2 separate regions of the Canis lupus genome follow, and region 1 is linked to region 2. Evidence: chromatin contacts called from public Hi-C data. All regions are on one chromosome and are shown on one strand. Each heading gives the region's core, a stretch centred on a gene start, on an enhancer-like site or on the middle of the called end of the contact. The rest is flanking DNA. Distances are from core to core; before and after follow the strand shown. Region 1 holds the start of LOC482174 (transmembrane protease serine 11F). Region 2 holds the start of GNRHR (gonadotropin releasing hormone receptor).

Region 1 (6,518 bases), core at 2,740-5,239, 390 kb before region 2:
TTTTCCTCAAATATTTATTTTGCATGCAAATACGTATGTCAGTATTTTCTACCAGTTACATAACACCAGTTGATTGGGTCTTTTTTGTTGTTGTTGTTTTTATTTTAAGTTCAGTTAGTTAACCAACAGTTATGTCACTTTCAGATGTATGATATAGTAATTCAACACCTCCATACATCACCCAGTGCTCACCACAACAAGTGTGCCCCTTAATTCTCATCACCTATTTTATCCATTGTTCCCACCAACCTCCACTCTAGTAACCATCAGTTTGTTCTCTATAATTAAGAGTTTATTTTCTGATTTGCCTGCCTCTCTCTTTGTTTCCCCTTTGCTCTTCTGTTTTGTTTCTTAAATTCCACATCCGAGTGAAATCATAACGTATTTGTCTTTCTCTGGATGACTTACTTCACTTAGCATTATACTCTAGCTCCTTTATGGAGTTAATGTCCATGTGGACATTGGGGTAAGCAAGTTAGGTAGTAAGTATGGGTGCCGCACTGGTTCCCATAGGTGTCCCTGTGCTCATGCTGAGGGGCAAGGTTGGGAAATGACACCTGCCTGTTTGTTCCTGGAGGGTTCTCTCTGAATGCTGCCTTTCTGGGACACATTTCAAGATGAGCAAATCACCTTTCCACTGTATGCTCCAGGCCCTCTTCAGATCACTGTTTTTGGGCTTTCTGTCCATGGGTTGTTTGCCTGCCTTCTCTCCAAGAGCAGTGCAGTGCTTTCCGGGCTCTGTCCCAGCAAGCTTGCTGACCTTTAAAATTCTAGGCTTTAAGCCCCACTGGTTGCCTGAAATCACAAAATTCTGCCACCCTTGCTTTCCAAGCCAATGGCTACGGGGAATTAATTACCTTTCCCGGGGACTCCCCTGCGTGCTAGGATGTCTCTTGCCCTTCCCCAAGTCCTCCGCTTCCTCACCACCATGGTGGCCTTGGTCTGTTTCTCTCCCAGACTGTGTCTCTACACTTCCTACCTTCTCAATGCGCCCTCCCTTCTGTTTTTAGCTGTGGAGTTTGTTCTGCCATTCTTCAGTTGATTTCTGGAATATTTAGGATGATTTGATGGTTCTAGTTGTATTCATAGAATAAAGCAAAGTGCTCCTACTCTGCCACCATCTGCCCTCTCCTTTTAAATAGGATTTAAAAAATATTTAGAAAGGCACATTTCAAGCATTTTAGGATCTGTTTAATATGTTACAGAATCTAAATTACTAAATATATACAGTAAAGCCGTATCTAACAAGAAGTAAGCAATACTAAAATAAGATTTTCAAACTTGCAGCTGCAAGTCCTAGAAATCTGATATAGTTATATTCAATTATGAAATAGGTATTTAGCTATAGGTATCAGCATAATAAGAAATATCCAAGAATATTTATTGAGTCAACTACTATTGACAGTTAATTTGGAAAGATGAAATTTCTACAAACCCAGCCAAATGGATTCCTTTTCCTGAATTCCTTCTTACTTGTTATGGAAAATAACGTGGGGACTGTATTGTTTTCCTTGTTGTCATCTTCATTAGGTTTGTCCTTTTCTTTCTTTCTTCTTTAAAAATAATTTTAAAATCAGAGAAAAGTTACAAAAATATTATGAGAACTTAAATTTCTCATCACACTGCTGTTGTAAGCATTAAAGAGGCAACAATCCATGTTTTCACTCTACTAATAAATTAACAAATTATTATATATGTATGTACATACATATATGTATGTGAGATATATAGAGTTAGAGATAAGCTATAAAGGCTAAGAAAAATAAGTAAGCAGAGGTTGAGAATAGAGAGTGACAGAGCCACTATTTTAGAGAACATGGTCAGAGAAGCACCTTTGATGAGTGACATTTGAGTAGAGATGTGAAAGAAATGAAGGAGCAAGACTTGTAAGTATCTCCAGGAAGAGTTTCAAAGAGGGAGAGTATAGAAACTACAAAGGCTGAGGACAACATAGCTGGAACTGAATGAAAATTAGGTTGGAAAGAACAAAGTAGTAGAGCAGGATTATATATGGTTTTCTAAGCTAAGATCAAACTGAATGTTATTCTAACTGTGCTGAAAAGGCACTTGAGGAGTTTATGCCAGGCAGCAACATATTCTGACTAATATTTCAATGAGATCACTCTAATTGTTGTATTCAGGTTAGATTGAATGGGACCAATCATGGAAGTCGTGATACCAGTTAGGAGGTAATGCAGTACTTCAGATGACTGATGATGAGGTTATTGATTAGAGTGGTATTGGTGAAGATGGTACAAGTGGTCAGATCTGAATTTTGAGGATAGAAACTAGAACTTTCTAATGGGGGATCCCTGGGTGGCGCAGTGGTTTGGCGCCTGCCTTTGGCCCAGGGCGCGATCCTGGAGACCCGGGATCGAATCCCACATCCGGCTCCCAGTGCATGGAGCCTGCTTCTCCCTCTGCCTGTGTCTCTGCCTCTCTCTCTCTCTCTGTGTGTGTGACTATCATAAATAAATAAAAATTAAAAAAAAAAAAAAAAGAACTTTCTAATGGATTGGATGTGGAGAGGAATCTAGGATGGCTTCAAGGTTTTTGTCATGACCAACTGGGTGAGGAATGGTTGCAATTTACTGAGACTGAGACTGAGTGAGAAGTAGCAGTCAGGAAGGTTAGGGAGAACTAATCGTTAAGGTTGGGACATGTTAATATAAGATGCCTGCATGAAATACAAGTGAGTGTGTTGAGCAGAGATTTAGATATGCAAGTCTGGAGTTCAGAGAAGGAATCAAGACTGGAAATATAAGTTTGAGAACCATGAACATATAAAGAGTATATTTGAAACAAAGAAAATCCATGGAAGTTAGAGAGTAAATATGATAGAGAAGATATCTGAAGGCTGAGCCCTGAAAACTTGCAAGATTGACTGGCTGGAAACAGTAGGGATTCAGCAAGTAGTTTCTCAGTCATTGCCCTGTAATTAGCAGTTGTTGAGGAGTCATGTAACTCCCAGTTGATTCATGTTTCAAGTATTAGATACAATCTACTAATGTCACAGGTACACTAAGAGCATGGGGTGGCAGTAATTTGAATATATTTCCTTTGTTAATTAGGAATAATTTAAAGGCAAAAAGTAGCTACAGATTTTTTTCCTTTGGGTATTTGATCAACAAGCTTTTTTTTTTTTTTTTTTTGAAGATTTTCTTTATTTATTCATGAGCGACAGAGAGAGAGAGAGAGAGAGAGAGAGGCAGAGACACAGACAGAAGGAGAAACTGGCTCCATGCAGGGAGCTTGATGTGGGACTCGATCCCTGGACTCCAGGATCATGCCCTGGGCCAAAGGCAGGCGCTAAACTGCTGAGCCACCCAGGGATCTCCAATCAACAACCTTTTGAATCAGAGGTTTTAATCAAATACTAAAAATACTGTGAGTAATTTAATTTATGTAATAATGTTTGCCAAATCCTTCAAATTTTTAGTGCCTAAAAGCATGCCTTACAGTAGTAGAAGCTGAATAAATATTAGCTACATACTGTAACTTTTCCCTGGCAGGTACTTAAGAATCGCAAAGCCATTTTATGTATTGACAAAGAACACTCAAATTATTAGAGTAGAGGTTATTTCCTATTCATTTTCTTTAGCTGCATAAAGGAATATGAATAAGAAAAAAGGTATCTCTTGAAATAAAGATCCCATATCTAAATTCTTTCATCAGTATTTTAACTTCTGACTTAGTGTGAGGCTTGGGTCAAACTGCATAACCCTCTTATAGACTGAGCATAATTTTTTCTTTCTACATGTTGGAAGCTGTAAGATTTGACAGGATTGTGTACTGTCCTCAGAACTCTCTGATAGAGCCAGCAATAATGCTAGTGGTGATTATAGGGGTGTTAGAATGATGTCTCAATTGACCAGCTGTTGTTTTTAGCATGGCCCTATGATTGGCTAAAAAAGATGGCATGTGACTAGTTTTCAATTGGCAAGAACCCTTTTGAAACTGGGGCTCTTGTCTGACTCAGATTGAAAGGGTTAAGCTCTAGGAGAAGGAGGTTAACTGCATTGTCTGTCGTATATTTCGGATGTCAGAGAAAAGATTCCAGAGTTGCATTCTAGGATCATTTCCAACAGCTGCCAGCCAAAGAAGTAGAAACTGTCTAATGACGGAACCACTTCAATACCAGAAACTACAAGGTATGGAAACAATGGTTAAAAGGATTAAAGACATATTTTAAAATCCATTTACTTTCCTCCTATGCCCTGTTATATTTACTATGATATGATTTCAAAAAATTCACTTCTCATGCTTACATTTTAAATCTGTCTTTTTCAAATTTTATCCTCTCTTGAATGATTAGGCATTTCAATTTATTGCATTATTATGTACTTACAGTCAATTTAAAAAAATATTGTGGGAGGTTTATAATGGCATTTATGTTGTTTGAAAACTTAATTTTTAATTTTTATTTTTAAAGACTTTATTTATTCATGAGACAGAGAGAGAGGCAGAGACACAGGCAGAGGGAGAAGCAGGCTCCATGGAGGGAGCCCAACATGGGACTCGATCCTGGGTCCTCAGGATCAGGCCCTGGGCTGAAGGCCGCGCTAAACCGCTGAGCCACCAGCGTTGCCCAAAAACTTTAATTCAGTGTGTACCAAAGACTCCTGGGAACCCCTGAGATTCTCATGGGCTTTTGACATCAAAATTTAAGTATCATTAGTGGTTTTGCTATGTTGACATTTGTACTGATTGAAGCGAAAGCAATGATGATTAAAACTGCTGGACCTTAGTGTGAATCAAGGCAATAGCACCACACTGCACCCCACTGCCATTGTTTTTTGATTTCAAGCATTCCAGAAAAAAAGAATTCCAGTTTCACTTAAGAATGTTATTGATGAAGAACAAAAAGTATTAATTTTATTAAATCTTGACCTTTAGGTACAGCCCTTTATTAGTACACCTGGTGACAAAATGAAAACACCTCTGCTTCATACTGAAATGCAATGGTCTTGAGGAAAGTTTTTAGATATTTGAAAAAAGCTGTAAAAGCTACTATTTAACATACAGCATCATTTTTACTTTAAAGAGAAACTGACAGACAAACTATGGTTACTTAGGTTTAGTTTTTTTGGCAGGTAGCTATTAAAAATTAATAAGGGAAGCTGTGACTTCAAAGAAAACAATAATTTGTTGTTTGTGATAAAGTTCAAACTCACTAGTGTAAATTCAAATTTTTAAAAACTTGCATGATCCCCTGTAAATTTTACGGCTTTCAGTATACTTACTTTTTATAATGAGATTGGTGTTGGTATTAAGAAATATGGAGAGCTTTTGATATCATATAAATAAATGTGTCAATACTTGAGAGATATGGATGATTATGTGAATTAAGTGAATCAGTTCTTTAAAAAGAGCAAGTGCATAATATTACAAAATCATACACACTTAAAGATCCACTCAAAGTAGAAAAATACTGATGGGTTTTAACATAACAAAGTACAAAAATTTCATTGATATGGCCTCAGATTCTACAAGGCAACAACTAACCTTTAAGAAATTGCCATTTTTCAAGTTTTGCTGTAAAATCAAGAATATCCACAATTATTTGAAAACCTATCATAATACTCTTTCTTTCCAATTACATCTCTATGTGAGATAGAATTTTCCTAAAATACTTCAATCAAGACAATTAATGGCAAACCAAGAACAAATAGACATTTCACATTTTTTTGAAAATAAATCTTTTAAAAATAAAAATGTTATTTTTAAATGGTTTATTTTTATTGTAAATAAATAAATATTTTAAATTTCTTAGTTTTAACTTCTAATACTGCAAGTATTGATAGATAGTCTACATAAACCATAGCTATTTAAGGTCTTCAGTAATTTTTAAGGGCATGGGGTGGTCCTAAGAACAAAATATCAGAGGACCACCGATTTGTTTCTTTTCAAGGGAGAAAAGAGTAGCAGGTTTATGTAATGATATGGTGCTAATTCATTAGCCTTGAAGCTAGATTTTAAAAATATATAAGCCCACAAAAAAAGCTGTTTCTTTTTTTCATTTAGTGACTCAGTCCATGACATATTTAACATAGTGATTATGTATCTAATAACTGTGCAGATCAGAAACTTTAAAATGTATAATGCTAGTGCTCTCAGTGATATATTTTGTTTATTCGTTTAATTAATGCTTATCTCCTGGATCCCTGCATTTAACATAATCATTTCCACAATCACACTGCATCTTGAACAAGGTATATTTTTGATGATCAGAACTTTGTTTGATCCTACTACAGATAGTCTTAGATTCGTCATAGGTCATGGGATTAAAATCATGGAAGTATAATTATTTTAGAATTTAAAAAAAAAAGAGATGGGATGAGGTAATCCAAACTTTCTTTTGACAAAAACAAAAATAGAGGCCCAGAGAGGGGTAGATAACATACAAGGTCAGTATGTGACTAATTCTGGAACTGGGATCTGGTTTCCTAGTCAAAAATATTCTTTTCAGTATACTGGTATTTATTCTCTATCTCCTGATATGTGAAACTTTTGCTCTT
Region 2 (6,460 bases), core at 1,128-3,627:
AAGCTTCCTTCAGGCAAGAGTAATAGTGCCAGTGGCTGAGTTCATTGTTAATGAATCAACAATCCAGTACATCCAGAAAAAGGAGGAGAAAAATTGCTGATCTGAACGCGTGGCTGCTCTAGAGAGTTCTAAAGCGTAATCACTGTGTGATGAAGCCATGGAAAAAGTGGAAAAGTGGCATAATATGTGGTTTCATGAGATGAGGATTAATTTTTAAAAAACGTAGTGGACAGCATTGTTGAGACAGTGAAAGCCAAAAAATTATGGTAACTGACTTGCACAATTCAAAAAGCCATCTGGTATGAAAAATGTTCAGCTTGAAGGAGTAGCAATTTCTGCTATCAGGAATCTTGGGACTATATTTTAAATATCTGCTAAATGTTATACAGGAAAAGGGTTATGTGAAAAAGCAGGTTTTCAATACCGAGACCACCTTGTTTTAAAAGGATGTTGGCAAATGAGCCTATATAATGCAAATGGTTGGGGGTCACAGGAACCTAACCCCATATTTTTGTTAGGAGCAAGTACTTGCTCAGGATTCACCAATTCAGTGTTCGTGGCAACTTTATAGAACTACCACAAATAATGAGAGTCAAGTCTATGATGCTATCTTTGTGCTTAAAAATACACGTGATGCTTCTCCAAAAGGTGTACTTCTCATAATTTCTGACTCATCTGTTCCTTCCACTAATTATTCTGAAGTAGTCCCTTTCAGAATCAAAATATTCCTTCAGAAAATATTTCCAGACCCTTCAGAAAGCTACTTAGGAAGCCAGAGTCCAGGTCCTGCAGTATAATATTTCATTTAAGTCTAGAAGTAGTGAGAGAAAGCCAGTAATTCTGGGGATGTGGTGACAGCCAAGAGGGAGCCCAGGTAAGCAACTGCTCTAAGTTCCTCCAGAGGCAGGAGGCAGCCAGCACAGAGGGACTCTGAGGAGGCACAGAGACATACCCAATACTCTTACGTAATCTTCTGTAATACCAGAGAACCTCCTTCAAGGCCCAGATGATGCCATGTGCACATTTTATCACCTGCAAAGGCTAAGAGTATATATAATAGGTATTTAGTAACTATTTATTAAATAAATGAATATAAGATGGGAAAAAATGAGCCAAGAATGGACCATCTAAGTCAAAAGAGTCACCTCTACTCTTAACATTATTCCTGCTTTAGCTATCACAGTAGCAAACTAGTTAACATAAGACCAGTCAAGCTAGTGATTTAATAAATTCCAGCGTAAGTCATAGTCGTGTTAGTAAATAACATCATCAAACATTTACTGTGAAAGCTAAAGCAGTTAACACAGAGAGTTTCTCAGTGGCCCCAATTTGAAACAATCGGATAGCATGAAAGGAATTTAAACAAATATTCATATTATATATAAATGTGGGTACAGCATTTATACAGTATTCTCTCCAATATCTAGCTACCTTATGCAATGATGTGCAATAACGGCAAGTATAATATTCAAACAAATATAAAAACAAGGCAATAATAAAAAAGAGTTAATCATTTTTACAACAGCCTAAGAATGGATGGTCTGGCCACTTAGACTGATACATAAATTTGCATGCAGGCCAATTTGTATTAGACTAAATGAATTCTGTAAAAATAATATGAGGGATCCCTGGGTGGCTCAGCAGTTTAGCGCCTGCCTTTGGCCGCAATCCTGGAGTCTCGGGATCGAGTCCTGCATCGGGCTCCCAGCATGGAGCCTGCTTCTCCCTCTGCCTGTGTCTCTGCCCTCCTCTCTCTCTCTCTCTCTCATGAATAAATAAAAAATAAAATAAATAAAAGTAATATGACGTTTTGTGGAGGATGGTTTTAAATGAACATATTTGTCTAGTGTCTGAATGTATAGCAGTGTGTGATTGAAAAGAAAAACAAATGTTTTTGAGAAATGAATTAATTTCTTAAAACAGATTTGAACTGGATAAAGTTCTTTTTTAGTATTTTTCTTCATTTTCATTTTGTACCTGTTAAAACAATAATACTAGTTTTTAGAAAATCTCTTTATTAAAGTTATGTAAAGAGTAGCATGAGTGGCTTTTAAATCCAAAACTAAGCTTCGACCTTCTCTCCTTAGGAAAAATGTTGTGAAAACCAGGCCATCTGCTGAGGTACCAAGTTACATTTGGCCCTCAGAATGTGTTTGACATGCTCTGTTTTAGACTCTGTTGGATTATTAGCCCACAAAACAAGTTCACCTTGATCTTTTATGTTAAACATAAAGTAGCTCAGGGACAAAATTTGACATAAACCTATGACGCTTCCATCTAAAGAAGGCAGAAATAAAACGGAGCTGTGGGCTAGATTACAATAAAACATCAGAAGCGCCAGAAACACAAGTCTTGAAGCTCCATCAGTAAGGAAATATGGCAAGCGCCTCTCCTGAACAGAATCAAAATCACTGCTCAGCTGTAAACAACAGCAACATGCTGATGCAGGGCAACCTCCCCACCCTGACCTTATCTGGGAAGATCCGAGTGACAGTTACTTTCTTCCTTTTTCTTCTCTCTACAATTTTTAATGCTTCTTTCTTGTTGAAACTTCAGAAGTGGACTCAAAAGAAAGAGAAAGGGAAGAAGCTCTCGAGAATGAAAGTGCTTTTAAAACATCTGACCTTGGCCAACCTGTTGGAGACCCTGATTGTCATGCCACTGGATGGAATGTGGAACATTACAGTCCAATGGTATGCTGGAGAGTTCCTCTGCAAAGTCCTCAGCTATCTGAAGCTTTTCTCCATGTATGCCCCAGCCTTCATGATGGTAGTGATCAGCCTGGACCGCTCCCTGGCCATCACGAGGCCTCTAGCTATGAAAAACAATGGCAAGCTCGGACAGTCCATGATTGGCCTGGCCTGGCTCCTCAGTGGTATCTTTGCTGGACCACAGGTAAACCAGATCATGAACTTGTTAGCATATGGCAATCACAGATTTCCTATCTACACTTGAGTACTGTATGCAGCATTGCATATCAAAGGCAGTATTGTGGTATCTTGGAGAGCTTGGACTCAGGAGATTAGAGTGGAGTTTAATCCCGGCGCTGTTACCTTGGGCACATCTTTTAGCTTCTCTGGGTTTCAGTTCCTTCATTTATAAGATGGAGGTAATGCCTACTTTATGCAGCTTTCATGAAAATTAAATGAACAATGTATTAAAGTGCCTGGCATAATCTCTGGTATGTAGTAAATGCTCCTCAAAAAATGTAGCTATTGTCAAATTTGACCTCATCCCCATCTTATTCTTTCAACTAGTTTTCTTTTTTTTTTTTTTTTTAAGAATTTATTTATTTATTAATGAGAGGCAGAAAGAGAGGCAGAGACATAGAGGCAGAGAGAGAAGTAGGCTCCATGCAGGAAGCCCAATGCAGGACTCAATCCTGGGTCCCCAGGATCATACCCCAGGCTGAAGGCAGACGCTCAACCGCTGATACATCCAGGTGTCCCTCAACTAGTTTTCCATTCACTCTGATTAATACGGTAAATTGAGAGAATTTTTAGGAACTGTGAAATTTGCACAGGTAGGAAGTGTTTATAATCTGTGTCATTTGGGACTTCTTGAGGGAAACTATCCTGTCTTGTTGCAATTTAGAATGATTCTCAACTAGTATGTTGCTCTGTAGTTTGCAGCTGGGTGGGACTGAACAAAGAGGAAAAATAAGAATCCTGGACTATTGAAATTTGAATATTTCCCTGAGCTTGACTTGAGCTTATCTGGAAGTAGGCTAGACTACAACAGGCTGTTAGCAAAATTAAAATTGTTGGTGTAGGCACAGGCCCTCTGGTATAGGCAGATACCGCCCCAGATTGCTCTCATCAGAGGCAACCTGATTAATTGGCCTGCAGAATCTGTCTTTTTCAGCATTCATATCTCTGAAGAAAATGACACATTCTTACAGATGGCAAAGATCCTTTAATGACTGATAAATAAGTTGTCCCTAGACATACCCTGATGATGAACCCAGGGTACAAGGATGTGTCGAGAAGTAATGTCAAAGTTAACTAGAATGTTCCAAAAACTGGCCACTACAAATGGAAGTTATCTAGACATTCTAAATGAGCCAGGTGGTTAAAAAAAAAAATAAAGAAACAAAAACAAACAAAAAACCTGCCATGCAGAAACCACTAAATACATTAAAGCACCAGAAAGTTGGATTACCCAATTTTCCCACCAATTCCTCACTTAACTAATAGCTTTTGGATATTAGATCAATTTAATTAGGGTGTATTTTATGGCAGGAGAAATGGGAAATGCTAGTGTTTTGATTTCCCTGGAGAAAAGCATATTATAATGATTCTCACAGTGACTAAATATACAAGAATAGGTTTAGTAAATGTGTCTCTCCAAATGAGGCTATTTAGCCAAGGCTTATGCCTGAAGTTTCCATTTCATTTCTTTAAATTAAGAGTGCTCCTTACTTACTGGTTTTCTTGGGGAAGATAAGCAAGTTAGGCTCTTCACACTGAGTGTGATACTGAAACAAAGAAACAGCCCTCAAAGGAAATGTAATTCAGTTGTGGAGACAAAACTTATATAAAACTAATGCAACTATATACTAAACATTTTTTAAATCTATTACAAGTGTAAGAATAAGGAGAGATGAGTAAGAGTGGAAATGGGGAAGGAATGTTTTAAGGTTATAGGTAGGATACGTTGAGTCTTTTAAAATGAACAGTATTTGGATGGAAAAAATAAGTCAAAGATCACATGTACTTTTCAGCAAGAGTTGAAAAGTGTGCTTAATTTTCAGACTTCTCTGGCTGAAGTAAAAGATTGAGAGATAGGATGGCAGGAAATCAGATTTGGTGGTTGCTCCTTTTCTTCCACCTCATAGCACATTATTTGTCATAAAACATCATAATTATGCATTTGCTTGTCTTTGCTATTAAGGAATATACTCTAGAATGATGGAGACTCCATTAAGTTCAACTTAATTAATATTTACATTACCGAATAAGATAACTAGCAAAAATAGAAATTTAAAATGTTTGCATAATGTGATTTCTCTTCAGATCAAATAAATCCTTCACCTTTTCCTTAAACAAAAACTTCAGACGGATGAATCAGTGAATGGGGGTATGATGGACCTGTATTATAAAAGACAGTAATAATCATGGGGAAATTCTGAAATTAATGTGGGAACCATAAATCCTTTGTGAGTCCTGGGCAAGAAATAAAGTGATTTTTTAACAAAAATACTTTTAGAAAATTTACATAGACCCAAATAGACATGAGAGACAGAGAAATCTTTTCCAGCTTTTCTGGCAATGAGGTGATTAGGTTGGTGGCTAAAATAGTCTCAGAGAGAACTGATTGTAAGAGGGACGTTTCAAACAAAAAAACAAAGCTTGGCAACAAACTGGATTTAGGGAGTTAATAACCAGAGGGGTGTAAGCTACAGCTCCAATACTTTTAGCCAAGGGGTTTTAACAACCATTGAAATAGGCAGGTAGATTGAGAAAAGGAGTGTTTGCCTCTTTGTTTCTCTGTTTGTTTGACAGGGAAGGGAAGGCAGGCTCTGAAAGAGCTGAAAACATTTGCTTTAGGACATAATGTTACCAATATGAGGTCATTGTATAAGTACAGGTATTTGGAAAGTAAGTTAGGATACTGATGAAGGTCAGTTTATGATAATAACTGAAGTGCAAACCAATAACATCGGTCTCCCTTAAAGGACTGTCCCAGAGGCTATAAAAAATATATTGATTTATTAATTCAATTATTTTCATCTAAGTATATGACAGCAATAATAGAAAGGTAGTGTCAAATACTTGTCTATCTTGATGTAGTAAAAAGAAAATATGAAATTAAATTTGAATTGTTTAGGATGTTCATGTAATAGCCTGACCTCAAATACATTACTCTTCCTGAGAGATTTATGTGAAGATGGGCCACAGAAAATAATGGTATTATTTTATGGTGTAACACATGACTCATCCTTACTTTCAGCAGCCGATTAAATTTATAAAGCACTTTACTGAAGTTTCCTGAAAAAGCCCATTCTATGCAGTACATTATAGCCATGTACATATTATCCCTATCCAGTGCATCAGAGAATGTACAAAGAAGTTTGAGAGCAGTGGCAGGCAAATACTTCTGGCAGTAACCCAAAGTAAGACATCTGTACCACATACAGACCTTGAGAAAATATTTCATAAAATAAATATTCAACTGTGTTTCATTTCATTCTTTAATGTTGATTGCAACTAACCAATGGGTACAATCTGCAGTTCAAAAACAACAGTCTGCAGGGATTCATTGACTTTCCCAGGGTCAGTTGGGTTGTTGGACTCATGCCTTTTTATTAAGTCTAGGTTTTCTTTTTATTATAGCTCTCTGCTTTCTCTCTGAATAGAAGAGGTTTTTAATTCCACGACTAATGCTTACATATATTAAATGGGGAGGATAAGAGATTGAAAGGGCACATTTCTGTTTCTAGACTGGCACATACCAAGCC

What was found. A called contact is a pair of places that touch in the nucleus more often than the background predicts.
Region 1: a Hi-C map of skin fibroblasts shows a contact between it and region 2, with 2.5 times the contacts expected there. The contact joins the promoter of LOC482174 here to the promoter of GNRHR in region 2. A contact is called at or near these places in 3 of 9 Hi-C or Micro-C datasets (amygdala, blood and skin fibroblasts).

The regions. Positions count from the first base shown.
Region 1 is chr13:59,487,942-59,494,459 of UU_Cfam_GSD_1.0, reverse strand. It overlaps LOC482174 (transmembrane protease serine 11F), which reads left to right and starts at 3,989. Exons shown (of 11, transcript XM_038556211.1): 1 at 3,989-4,151.
Region 2 is chr13:59,100,394-59,106,853 of UU_Cfam_GSD_1.0, reverse strand. It overlaps GNRHR (gonadotropin releasing hormone receptor), which reads left to right and starts at 2,377. Exons shown (of 3, transcript NM_001003121.1): 1 at 2,377-2,895. The coding sequence starts at 2,377.